Linked DNA regions of Zea mays: all the other regions are linked to region 1. The links are chromatin contacts, called in public Hi-C maps. All regions are on one chromosome and are shown on one strand. The core of a region is the stretch at or near the end of the contact, and the rest is flanking DNA. Distances in the headings are between cores, read along the strand shown.

Evidence for each region. A called contact is a pair of places that touch in the nucleus more often than the background predicts.
Region 2: a Hi-C map of tassel shows a contact between it and region 1, with 3 times the contacts expected there. The contact joins the promoter of LOC100384546 here to the promoter of LOC100273300 in region 1. A contact is called at or near these places in 3 of 25 Hi-C or Micro-C datasets (ear, endosperm and tassel).
Region 3: a contact with region 1 is called in a Hi-C map of ear, with 2.2 times the contacts expected there. The contact joins the promoter of LOC103638804 here to the promoter of LOC100273300 in region 1. A contact is called at or near these places in 2 of 25 Hi-C or Micro-C datasets (ear and tassel).

The regions. Positions count from the first base shown.
Region 1 is chr9:106,546,879-106,550,726 of Zm-B73-REFERENCE-NAM-5.0, reverse strand. LOC100273300 reads right to left here and starts at 2,205. Exons shown (of 7, transcript NM_001360231.1): 1 at 1,667-2,205; 2 at 1,446-1,580; 3 at 1,161-1,226. The coding sequence starts at 2,119.
Region 2 is chr9:106,736,660-106,740,507 of Zm-B73-REFERENCE-NAM-5.0, reverse strand. It overlaps LOC100384546, which reads right to left and starts at 1,950. Exons shown (of 12, transcript NM_001177061.1): 1 at 1,402-1,950; 2 at 1,095-1,297; 3 at 805-1,002; 4 at 621-692; 5 at 433-528; 6 at 251-330; 7 at 54-132. The coding sequence starts at 1,948.
Region 3 is chr9:106,677,441-106,681,288 of Zm-B73-REFERENCE-NAM-5.0, reverse strand. LOC103638804 (putative pentatricopeptide repeat-containing protein At3g13770, mitochondrial) reads right to left here and starts at 1,989. Exons shown (of 2, transcript XM_008661617.3): 1 at 1,415-1,989; 2 at 1-803. The coding sequence starts at 1,805.

The DNA.
Region 1 (3,848 bases), core at 956-3,455:
AATAGCAGTGCCAATCTTCACTGCGGAACATTGCTTCATAACAGTGAATTACTGTACTGTTTTGTAGCCGGCCGGTTCAGCTACAACTACAGCAGTAGTTGGAATGTGGCAAGTTGGCAACTCCTGCACGTATGTTGAAGGCAACACGAAACCTCACAGGGAATTGACCTACACCACCACTGTTCCATAGTGACTGACATCTCCAGAGTCCAGACCAAAAGCTGCTGTCCTTGCAATGAAACTAATGGTCAAACCACCGCGGCAGCAATGGCACGCACCAACCGTTCCCCATAAACTCCACACGCCAACGAAAGCACAACCATCGGCCATTCCTCCCAACTGGCGCCTATCCAGCCACCTCCAGTCCTCCACGCACGCAGCCTTGCCTCCACATCCCCGCACCCAAGGACGCAGACCCATAATCCATAACGTTATCGCGAGCGCAGCGCAAAAGCGGATAGCAACACTCCATCCAGGATGGAAGCCTCATGGCGTCGACCAAGCCAGCCCCCATTCAAGCTACCTGCCCCCGGCACCTTTCAAAGCGCCTGCTTCATTCTGCCCAGACAATCACGCCCAAGGCACAGTTAGGTACGCCGGATCACGATGCCTCTCCCATATCTATCGCCCACAATGGCGCCGAGACGAGGCGGCCGCCACGATACCCCCATTTCCATCCCACCCCCGTCGTGCAACACGACCCATATGGACGTGTCGGGCGCACGATGCCAGAATAATCAGGCACCGCCACGTGTTGGAACGCATTGCATCTAAGGTGTTTCCCCGCGTTGGTATATGGTTTATTTTCGCAACCAGCGAGGCAAGCAGACGACTCTAGTCTTCTCTGCACGGCCGCGTTGCACACTTTACACGGGGCGCCGAGCGAAGGGAAGGAAAAAAAAATGAACATTCAGAGATGGCCTCTGAAAAGCAGTAAAATGACCACCGGAAGCAGGGAGAGCAGGGTCCTTGGGCGCGTAGGAGAACGGAGAGCAGGAATTTACACGACGCTAGCTAGGCCACATATACGGCGTAGGTTTAGGCTTTCCTTCCAAAGGCAATGCTCTTGCTCAGTACTCAAATTGAAGGTGGGGCGTGCGAGATGCAGATAGGAGTAAAGATGAGGGGGGGTAATAGATGGTGAGATAATGGAGGCACACCTTACTGCAGCCGGGGACCAGCTCCTTGAGCAGCTCCATCCTCGCATTGATCTTCTCGCGTCTCGCCTGTTGAGTGAATATTTTTTGTTTGTGAAGGCAGAAAAGGTAATCAACTTTTTGTCATACTGGAGAAGAAGAATGCAGGCGAATAATCAAGTGATTAGTGGCGAAAGCGACCCTGAAAAGGGGTCTACCGGCGACGTCACCACGTCCTAATCACCCAATCATTGGCATAAACCCCTCCCATGACATGAGCTTGCGCGGTTAGCGGCTCGGCGAACTCACCCGCTCGGCGAGGCTGTGGCTGTCCGTGGCCTGGCCCCGCCTGGCCCGCACGTGCACGTACGCCGGCTTCTCGTCGTCGCCGTCGCCGCCCGCGAGCTTCTCCTCCGCCGTCTTCCCCTTCTTCGCCGCCTTCCCCTGCGGCCACGGAGCAATCAGAGCCAAGGTCCGGCGGCGATGCCTAGCGAGGTCTGGAAATGCAGACGCGCGATGTAGTACCCTACCTTGGAGGCACGGTCGACGGGGTCGGCCTTGCGCTTGCCGGCGTTAGCGGCGGCGGGGAGGGGCCGGGCCGGGGACGTGGAGGATGGGGACGGGGACGGGGGCGCGAACGTGGATAAGCGCGCGGCGCGGTCCACGAGGTGCGGGTCGGAGGGGAAGGTTGGCGCGGGCGCTGTGGCTAGGGCGGGGGGCGTCGTGCGGGGGAGGAGCAGCTCCATGGCCTGCGAGGTGGGGAGTCCCAGCAGCGCCGTGAAGGAGCCTCCGCCTCCGCGGGCGCCCGCGGTGGAGGCATTGGCAGGGGCCAGCGCCGCCTGGATCTCGCCCCCGGCGGCGGGGAGCTCCTGCGGCGGCGAGGCGGGGCGCATCGGCGCGGCGGAGGCGTCCGGGACGAGGGAACGAGGGGAGGAGGACACGGGAGCAGAGGCGGAGGCGGGGGTAGGGGAGAGTGGCGCCATTATTTATAGGGGGGCCGGCGCTGAGGCGAGAGGTGGTGTCACTCACTGGTGTGCCGTGCGCGCGTGAGCTGCTGCTGCTGCGTTCGCAGTTCGCACTCGCACGCCCTGGCTCGGTGGCTCCTCCTCCGCTGGGGTCAAGGAAGGAGAAGATTGGAGAGGTAGGGACCTAGGGAGAGGAGAGGAAGCCCAGGCCCAGGAGGGGTGGTTAGAGCGTGTTTGCCACCTGTACCCGGCTTGGCCCGTTCAACTAGCCCAGGTTTGGGCTGTTAGGTTCTGCTGTTCTAACGCACCATGTTTGTATCCATACATCAAACCAGCCCGATCTAGATAAACTGTTTGCCACTCATCATACAATCAGCCTCAAAGCCCAACTACCAGCAACTGCCAAATCGAGATCGTGTTTAGAAGTTGGATGTGGTCAGCCTGACCCTTACAGCGAAATAAGCGAGCAATAATTTGTATGATCATTACAACAGTTGTTATCAATTAAACCATACAATTAGTGCCGATTAAAGCACTTGGCCTCAGACAAATTAAAATTCATCATTTTTATAACATTGATGGCTACACTGTACAATCAAAATAGGAAGCAGAGAAGAACATCTCCATATGCAACATAGTGAGACACATTTCTCAATCCTAGCAAAGAAACAAGATTACAGAAACAGAGTATACAAAGCAAAAGTGCATGTAGCCAGCTAAAGCCTTTGTCCATTCTGTCAATCTGTCATCATGGGCCTAATTAGTAAGACACAACAGCTAACCGTGTTAGCTAAGGCTTGCAAAGGAAGAAGATCACATAAATAGGTAAGAGAAAGCAAAATCACATGCATCTAGTTCTAACGCACCCCTTGCTCAAAACCTAAAATGCCTCAGTCAACTGCTTAGTCATAGTGATAGCAAACATCAGTGACGAACATCATTGGTTGTGTTACCAATATGATTGGCCTCAGCTTATGAATATGGTGGTTGTAATTTTTTTGTTCAAGTCATTGGTGGTTGTCATCTAAGCAATAACAACAAGCAGCGAATGCAATGGAGAAAACCAAGACGAACACAGACCTTGAGAATCAATCTCAAACTCAACAAAGGCAAATGAACATAATAGAAAACCACCTCATTACATAGTTGTTCGCACAATAAACCATTAAGTCTAGAAACAAAGATAGGCAAATAAATGGGACAAAAACAACATGATAAATTAGCTAGTTCATGTATCAAATAACGTAGCCAACAGAGCCTACACAAATAGTGCCTTACAATAACTTTGAGCCCAACAACTTAGGGCTCAAATGGTGTCCATGTCACCCAAATGTTACCTGTTGTTAGCCACCCTCCTAGGTAAATTGGACAAAATGACTGGTGGGAGTAAACCAATCAACCAGACTGCATAAATAAACAACAAACTATTCCTAGATGTAGTCAAAAGAAGAGAGAGTGGGTGAGGGGGTAGAGGAACTATACATCTCAACACATAACTGAGAGCACCTAGCGGGGGGTGAATAGGTGATCCTGTAAAATTTAAAACTTAACACCACAAACTTGATTAAGAGTTAGAACAATGAAATCAAGTGAGTAGAGAGGAGAGCTCTTGTGAAGCACAATAGACACAATAAGGACAAGCACAAGAGACACGAGGATTTATCCCGTGGTTCAGCCAAGTACAAAAACTTGCCTACTCCATGTTGTGGCGTCCCAACGGATGAGAGTTGCACTCAACTCCTCTCAA
Region 2 (3,848 bases), core at 701-3,200, 190 kb before region 1:
GATTCTGCTCGGAGACGAGGAGGAAATTAAATTAAAGGCTGCCCGTTGCCCACCTTGAGGAAGTTGTAGGTGGCGCAGGTCTCCTCGTTCGAGCTGATCTTGATCTCGTCCACCAGCCTCTTTGGGTCATGCCTGACATTCGAGAAAATTTTGGAGATTACCGTGCACACACTCATGAACTCCTACCCCCCCCCCCCCCCCCCCCCCCCCCAAAAAAAAGTGCAGCGTGAACGGAAGTGATCTGACTCACCAGTGTTCCATGGTAGATGTGCCTCCGGTTGCGAAAGTGTGAGAAGAATTCACCACATCAAACAAGTAAGTCGAGATGTCCTGCACCAAATTGTGAAGGAACAATGCATTTCATGTCAGTTCTATCGTTAACATAGTTCATGTCAGGAGTGCTTGGTAAAGTCGAAACAGCTTTCCGTTTACCTTGTAGAGACGATCGCCAACGACCTCGTATCTCTTCTGCGCACCAACGAGGACGGGGAGATGCGTGTTCACATGCAAGCCCGAGATGTCGTCTTTCTGAAAGATGCATGGAGGTCTACATCGCTCAGTTGACGGTAGACCAGACTAGAATGTTTTTTTTTTAAAAAAAAAAGATCCCAAGAACTGACATGGAGACCAAGTGGTCCGAGGAAGCATGGCTTGTCGAAAAGATGAGCCATCGTCAGGTGTTTCTGATCTCTCTGCAGGGAGTATGAAGCAACGCTGTAAGCTTGCAGAGAGACGCACAGTCCAAAAGCCAAGATATGTTGCTGAACAATGCCAGCTCTGATCGATGACAGTAAGGTTAGTTACCGTTATAGTGTACAGCTGATACATGACGTCGTTGAAGCCGCCGGTCTCCTCGTTCATCGCCTCCCAGTGCCTCTGGATAGTGTGGATCTGCACCAGGTTCTTCACGCGGTTGCTGAAGTAGTCGGCCATCCGCAGCACCACGTCAAGGCCTTTCTCGTTGCTGGCCAGCGTGTACTGGTCGAGGAGTCCCTGCATGATCTGTCAGACACAAAGGTTCAATCAATGGGTCAGATCGACGCACTGGACCATGGGTTACTCAAACGTGTCTGACTCTGATCTTCTTCACGTACCTTGTGGGTGGTGTAGTATGGCGACCACGCCTCGTCCAGCTGCTCGTACAGGTCGAACATGGTCTCGGGGTACGCCGAGAGGTACCCCGTGCCCATCTTCTTCTGGCAGGCGTGGAGAATGTCCACCACCCTCGCCATCCTCTCCCTCAGGGTGCCGTTGTGCGTGGCCGCCCACGCGTGCGCGCTCGCGCTCAGGTAGTGCCCTGCGAAAGCACACACGATCAGAGGAGTAGCAACTGTAGATCGACCAATTGGCGCACACGGCACGGCTAGTGGCGACGGAGTTTAAAGATGGGCGACGACGGACCTACGAAATGGCCGCGGAGCTGCCCGTCCGGCGCCTCCCAGCCGCCGTAGGGGTCCCCGACGGTAGGCAGGCCAGCCTGCTGGCGGAAGGTCCAGGTGAGGCGGTCGGGGTCGAGGTAGAGCAGGTACTCGAGGTTGGTCTGCTGCGCCCGCCAGTACATGGAGGAGAGGCTGCCGTCGCCGTGGAGGCGGACGTCGTGCAGGGACGCCGGCGACAGCAGCCCCTCGGGGCCCGCGGCCTTGCCGGCGCCACCGTCCGGCCCGTCGCCGCGCGTCAGGCTGCGGTACAGCGCCAGCCAGTCGAACTCGGCCCGGCCGCCGCCGCGGAGCCTGCGCGGGAGGAGGGACATCCACGTGGCCTCCTCCGTCGGGGTCAGGTGCGGCAGGCCGTCGTCGTGCCGCCCCTTCGTGTCGTTGAACAGCCGGTCCGTGCAGAGGTGCAGCGCCGCGCCGCGCTCCACGAACGCCGCCGCGCACAGGAGCAGCAGCAGCAGGAGCGCCGCCTCCGCCTCCGCCGCCATGGCTAATGCCGGCCGAGCTCGCGACATAGGGTAGGGGATGGTACAACGACACTGAGGAAGAAACGCGCGTATATATAGGCCGCCGGCGTGGTTGGCGAGCGAATCAGTTGACGTACGGGGTCGATAAGCATCAAGGGAGACGAACTCTGCGAGTGTCCCGGTGAATTGTAGGGATGCAACTGTCAGATGGATAAACCACGCACGTTTCTCGGTCTCGTCGTGCCCACTGCCCTCCCCTCCTCCGCAACAGCCGCCCGATCAGTTCGACCTCCGAGCCTAGCAGGCAAGCTCTCTTTTGTTACTTTCGTTATCTCTACAATTATCGCGCTTAAACCAGAGCCCAGGCCCATCGCTCTTGGCCCAAAATGAGGATTGGCGGGTCTCAGTCACAGTAATGTTTTCCTTTCACTCAAAATAATGCTGCGTGATCAAACACTACCCCCACCCCCCCCCTCCCCCGATTTCATACCTTCCCACTCTATACAAAAATAAGTTAAAATTGCATATAAATGGGAATTTAAACCTTGTTATTGACTCTACGTTTACACCTACCTAACCAACGGAACACAAATATTTTTATATTTTATTAAAACAAAGACTAACCATTAATAATATAAACCGTAACAACTAGTGATGCGTTGATGTACGAGCTCTGCTCATACATATGCAGAGGTTGGTACATTACCATTGAGACAACTATCATTTCCACTCCTCCCAGAATATATAGAAAAAAAAAATACAAAACCCAACTATTCTCCAACTCTTAAATCGATTTTCGATGGCCATGAATTCCACACGATTCCAAAGCTATGAATTCGCTATAAGATACTCAGAGCTGGCATACCAAAACTTGCGTCCCTGCACGAGGTCCGCCTCCACGGCGACGATTCGGAGCGAGTAGGACGCACAGCTGGCATACCAAAACTTGCACCAATTTTATCTTCTAGTACATTTTGTCTTTTGCGCCAGGTTTAGACACGTATTCTGCAGGGAGGCAAACGGCCTGTTCAGTTCTGTTGCACCTTCGTCATCCTTGACGAGGCAGTACCAATAATGCGCTAACCATCTGTTGCCAAAATAGACAGAGATGGCTTCAGTGACAGCTAAAGCTGGCCATGGTAACCTTTTCCGACTACTGTCATTTTCCAGATTCATACAAAGATACTGATGAGAGTCGACCATCGCTACATGTCTAGGAGTAATTCCGATAGCTTTTTCAAACATACCTGTTTTTCTTAGTTTCAAACATACCTGTTCCCCTCCCGTGCTCCCAAGCAAACCCTAATTGATGAAATACATCTGAATATACTCTAAAACCGGACCACTATGAAAATTACAGTGAACTGCATCTGATCGTCTAAAATCACCTCAGAAACACGGAGAGCAATGGCAGGTTAAGAATAGGATGAGTGAAAATAACAGAACTGCCACTGTACTGCAACAGCAGCATTTTTCAGTTCAGTTGCCACTTCGCTGTGCCAATTAGTTGCATAGAAGAGCGTCAGTTTACAAGGAAACAAATAGCCAGCTGTAACTGTTTTAGGCAGTAAGCCACAATTTTTGGAGCGCGTTCTAATGAGCTGATTTAGCCACAATTTCTGAGTGATTTCTCAGAGACCTGTTCTAGATGCAAAGGCCGTATTCTTTTTCGTGGTGATTTCAACATTCTGAGGAAAATGGAAGATAAACATATCCTGGAACTTCAAATAGATGGAGTGCTCTTTTTAATTCAATCACAGAACTAAATGGTTTGATTGAGCTAGATCTCACAGATAGACTTTACACTTGGTCCAATAACAGAAATAATTTCTCACTGATTAGCCAATTTCATTTTCAGATGGGCACCAAACTGTCCGGTGGGGGACACCGGACTGTCTGGTGCACCATCTGACCGTTGGAGTCTGCTGACGTGCTGATAGTCGTTGGC
Region 3 (3,848 bases), core at 740-3,239, 130 kb before region 1:
TATCAAAAGTAGTGCCTTCTCAAGTTGTCCAGAACGTCCAAGAAGATCAATAACACATCCATAATGTTGAGTATTGAGGAGTGTGCTCTGCTCTTTAACTATATGATCGAACATATCAAGGCCCTCGTCAACCAGACCACCATGACTATAGCCCAACAAAACAGCCAATAGAGTAACACTGTCAGGCTTCACTTTATCACACATAAATCTGAAGAGCTGAACAACTTCATATGCCATGCCATGCCTTCCATATCCCATAAGCATAGCATTCCAGCTAACCACTGATCTCTCAGGCATATTGTCAAACACCCTTCGTGAGTATAACAGCTTGCCACATTTAGAGTACATGTCAATCAAAGAATTCTGCAAAGCCATGAAAAATGGCAACTCTCTACGAAGAATTAGCCCATGGACCTGCTTTCCATAATCCATAGAAGAAAGCCCAGACAATGCATTGAGAAGGACTGAGAACGTAACTTGATTGCATTGCATCCCTTCATTGTACAGCTGCCTGAACAAGTTCAGGGCTTCCTCATCAAGGCCCAGTCGGGTGTAGCCAGATAAAATGGTGGTATAGGAAACAACATCTCTTGCAGGAAGCATATCAAACACCCTCCGAGCTTCTTGGATATTCTCTGACCTGGCATACATGTCAAGAAGGGAACTCCCTACAAACATGTGTAACTCAAAATTTTTCTTGATGGCAAAAGCATGGACTTGCTTAATCTGGTGTTGGTGTATGCCTTGAGAGCCAGTACAGGAGGTAAGGACGGATGCCAAAGTGAATTCGTTAGGCTCGCATCCTGTCAGTTACAAGTAAAATTGATTACACATATGATATAATAAGTTAGAAAACATAGCATTGTATATACCATCCTAGAAGGATGTCAAAACTTTGGTGCGTCCTATAACAATGAACAAATTTGCAAACTTGATGGTCAATGGATATAATGTTGCAGAAGAAAAAACAGACATAACAGATTACTAGGACAGGCTTAACATATTGTTAGATAATGATACAATGATGACGGCAAAGCTATACAATTTAGTTCAAAGATAGTGGTGTGACACACATACCTATGGAAATAACAATAATGCATCAACAGAAGAAGTATATAACCAACAAATTTTCATAGAGAATAACTTCTTCTGACCAAGCAGATCATGCACCCAGTAGAGACATCGTGGAAATCAAAGTCAGTTTGGATACCAGATATGAATTATCGTGCCAAGCAGATTAGATAGCTTTATTCATCATACTTGCTCATTAGAGAATTAAACCAGTTGCATTGGAAATTAAGACCACTATGGTCCAAGGCCACATCATTATCTTATTTGGTCAGTTTGTTAGACAGATGACAAGAGCCTCTTTGGTGGCAATAGAATAGTAAAAGACAAGATTTAAGTGATCTACCAGCTCTGAGCATCATGATGAACAGATCCCAGGCCTCGGCAGGCCGTTCATTCTGAGAATATCCGGATATCATTGCCGTCCACGAGACCACGTTCCGCTCGGGCATTCCATCGAGCACGTTGTGTGCGTCCTCCAGCGCACCGCACCTAGCGTACATGATCACCAGCCGCGTCGCCAGGTACAGCGCCGGGCGGTACCCCGCGGTCACCATGCGCGCGTGCACCTGCCGCCCCTCGCGGAGCGCCCGCCTCCCGACACACTCCGTGATGGCGGCGTCGTAGTCGTGGAACCGCGCGGCGCCGGCACCGGGGAGCGCCGCCACAGCCGACGCGGAGCGGCGTGCGAAGCAGACCGCCGCTGCTAGCCGACGAAGGCCGCGCGCGGTGAGCATGAGAAGCGTGACGCCGTATCCGAGAGCCCACGCGCCGGCATTTCACTGACCACTTCGCGCGCGCGACGCCGCCGCTGCCCGCCGTCGTCGCACGGCCGGTCCTAGTATATTGGGCATTGGGGCTACGAGAAAACTAACACGGAGAGTCTCGTGAACACAAAATTGATGAAATTATCAAAAAAAAACAAATTCTACTCAGCACAATAGGTTCATTAAGACTTGTTTAGATGTACAGGGATTAAAGAAAATTGAGGGGCATATCTTGCTAGTTATTTTTAACTAGTAAGTGATCATGTGCCTCTCGATCCCCTCTAATACTCACGCATTAAAAACTCTTATGCCCTGTTTGTTTTTCTTCATTTTGATGAATTAGAATCTAACTAACGGATTATGCTATTTTTTTTAAAACATGACATTTCATAACTTTCCAAAATTTATATATAATGTTATCTCAAATTCATAGGGTGGGAGATAAAAAATGATTCTATAGATTTGTATGCAACTTTTCTAATATACAACTAATAGCACATTGTTCTATTTTCTAGTCTATAACATAAACAAATATATTACATATACAAATATATTAACTTAATTAGTTTGTGTTTAATTTATGATTATTAGAATGAAATTCAATTCCAACGAAAACGATGCCTTATCTTTTTATAAAATAACAAATATAAATTGTAGACATGGGTTCGGTACGCTGCACGACTCTTGGATAGTCTTCAGGACTGCAGAAATGGATGTTTGGATGCCAAATAGATCTCTTATGCTGGTCCGAATAGTGCAAAAGTCGGCCTCTCGTCTACATACTCGAGAATAGGGAATTCAGGCGTTCCAAGCTGTTCATCATTGGCATAGCCCACGACGGCTTTTTCCTTATGGGCCAAAGTGGCTTCAGGTGTGCGAGGAACACACCTCCCCCCGACACCTTTCCCTGTCGCCTCACTTAGTCACTCTCCTCTCGCTCACCTCTCCTCTTGTCGACATCGATGGTCGTTTCCTCCTCGAACTGCTTGAAGTTCTTACTTCATTGCACATGGTACTACATCAGATATAAGCTTGTCGTAATGCATCAGATCCCTCTTGTCGACATCGATGGTCGTTTCCTCCCCGAACTGCTTGAAGTTCTTACTTCATTGCACATGGTACTACATCAGATATAAGCTTGTCGTAATGCATCAGATCTAAGCTTTATTCATGTTTCATGCTCATTTACCAAGCCTTTGCACATCTCTACTACTTATTAAGGCTGCAAGAGTAGTCTGCCATTCTGTGTTCTGCCACCATTCCTGTTCTGCCATTCCCATTCTACCACCATTCGCATTCCTTGTTCTGCGTTTCTCATTCCCATGTTCTGTCATTCCCATTCCCCTCAAGGGGATTTGAACCCGTGACCTCTCAAGCAAAATGTGTGTTTATGTCTGCATCTATGACAGGAAACACATCTACTACATCTCTCACCAAGCTCACTTGCTACCCTTGCACAATGCGTAGTAGTAGATAAGTATTACCGAGATTCTTGAATTATATTTTTTGGATGGAGGTAATATTATTTAAAGAAGAGCTTTGCATGCAATTTCTTTTGTTTGAATAATGTTTTATACTTAAATTCCCTTTTTTGCATGCGTGACATTTATTCTTCGTAATATTTTTTCCATGGATCAGACTTGTGAGTCATTTTCATAAACCAACGCCAAGCATGAATCCATGTTTCTTACTTGAAACCCCGAACAAACACCATGAGCAGGAGGCACTCGTGTTGGCGTCGCTCATCAATGACGAGAAGAAGCTTGGCGACTGTCAGTTCGACCTCTAGAAGCAGTCCTACGTGGCCGCATGCGCCACTGTGTACGACAAGCTCCCGCGAAGCCGCCGCTTGGACGCGGTCTAGAGCAGTTGCACCGCGCTGTCCATCGTTAAGGAGGGGGGCCTCATGGTTGTCGCCAACGTCGACGACTCTCGGGTTGTTCTGGACACCGCATCCGACGACGATGCCATCACGCCGTCCAGCTCATCGTCACCTGAAGCCCAACCTGCCAC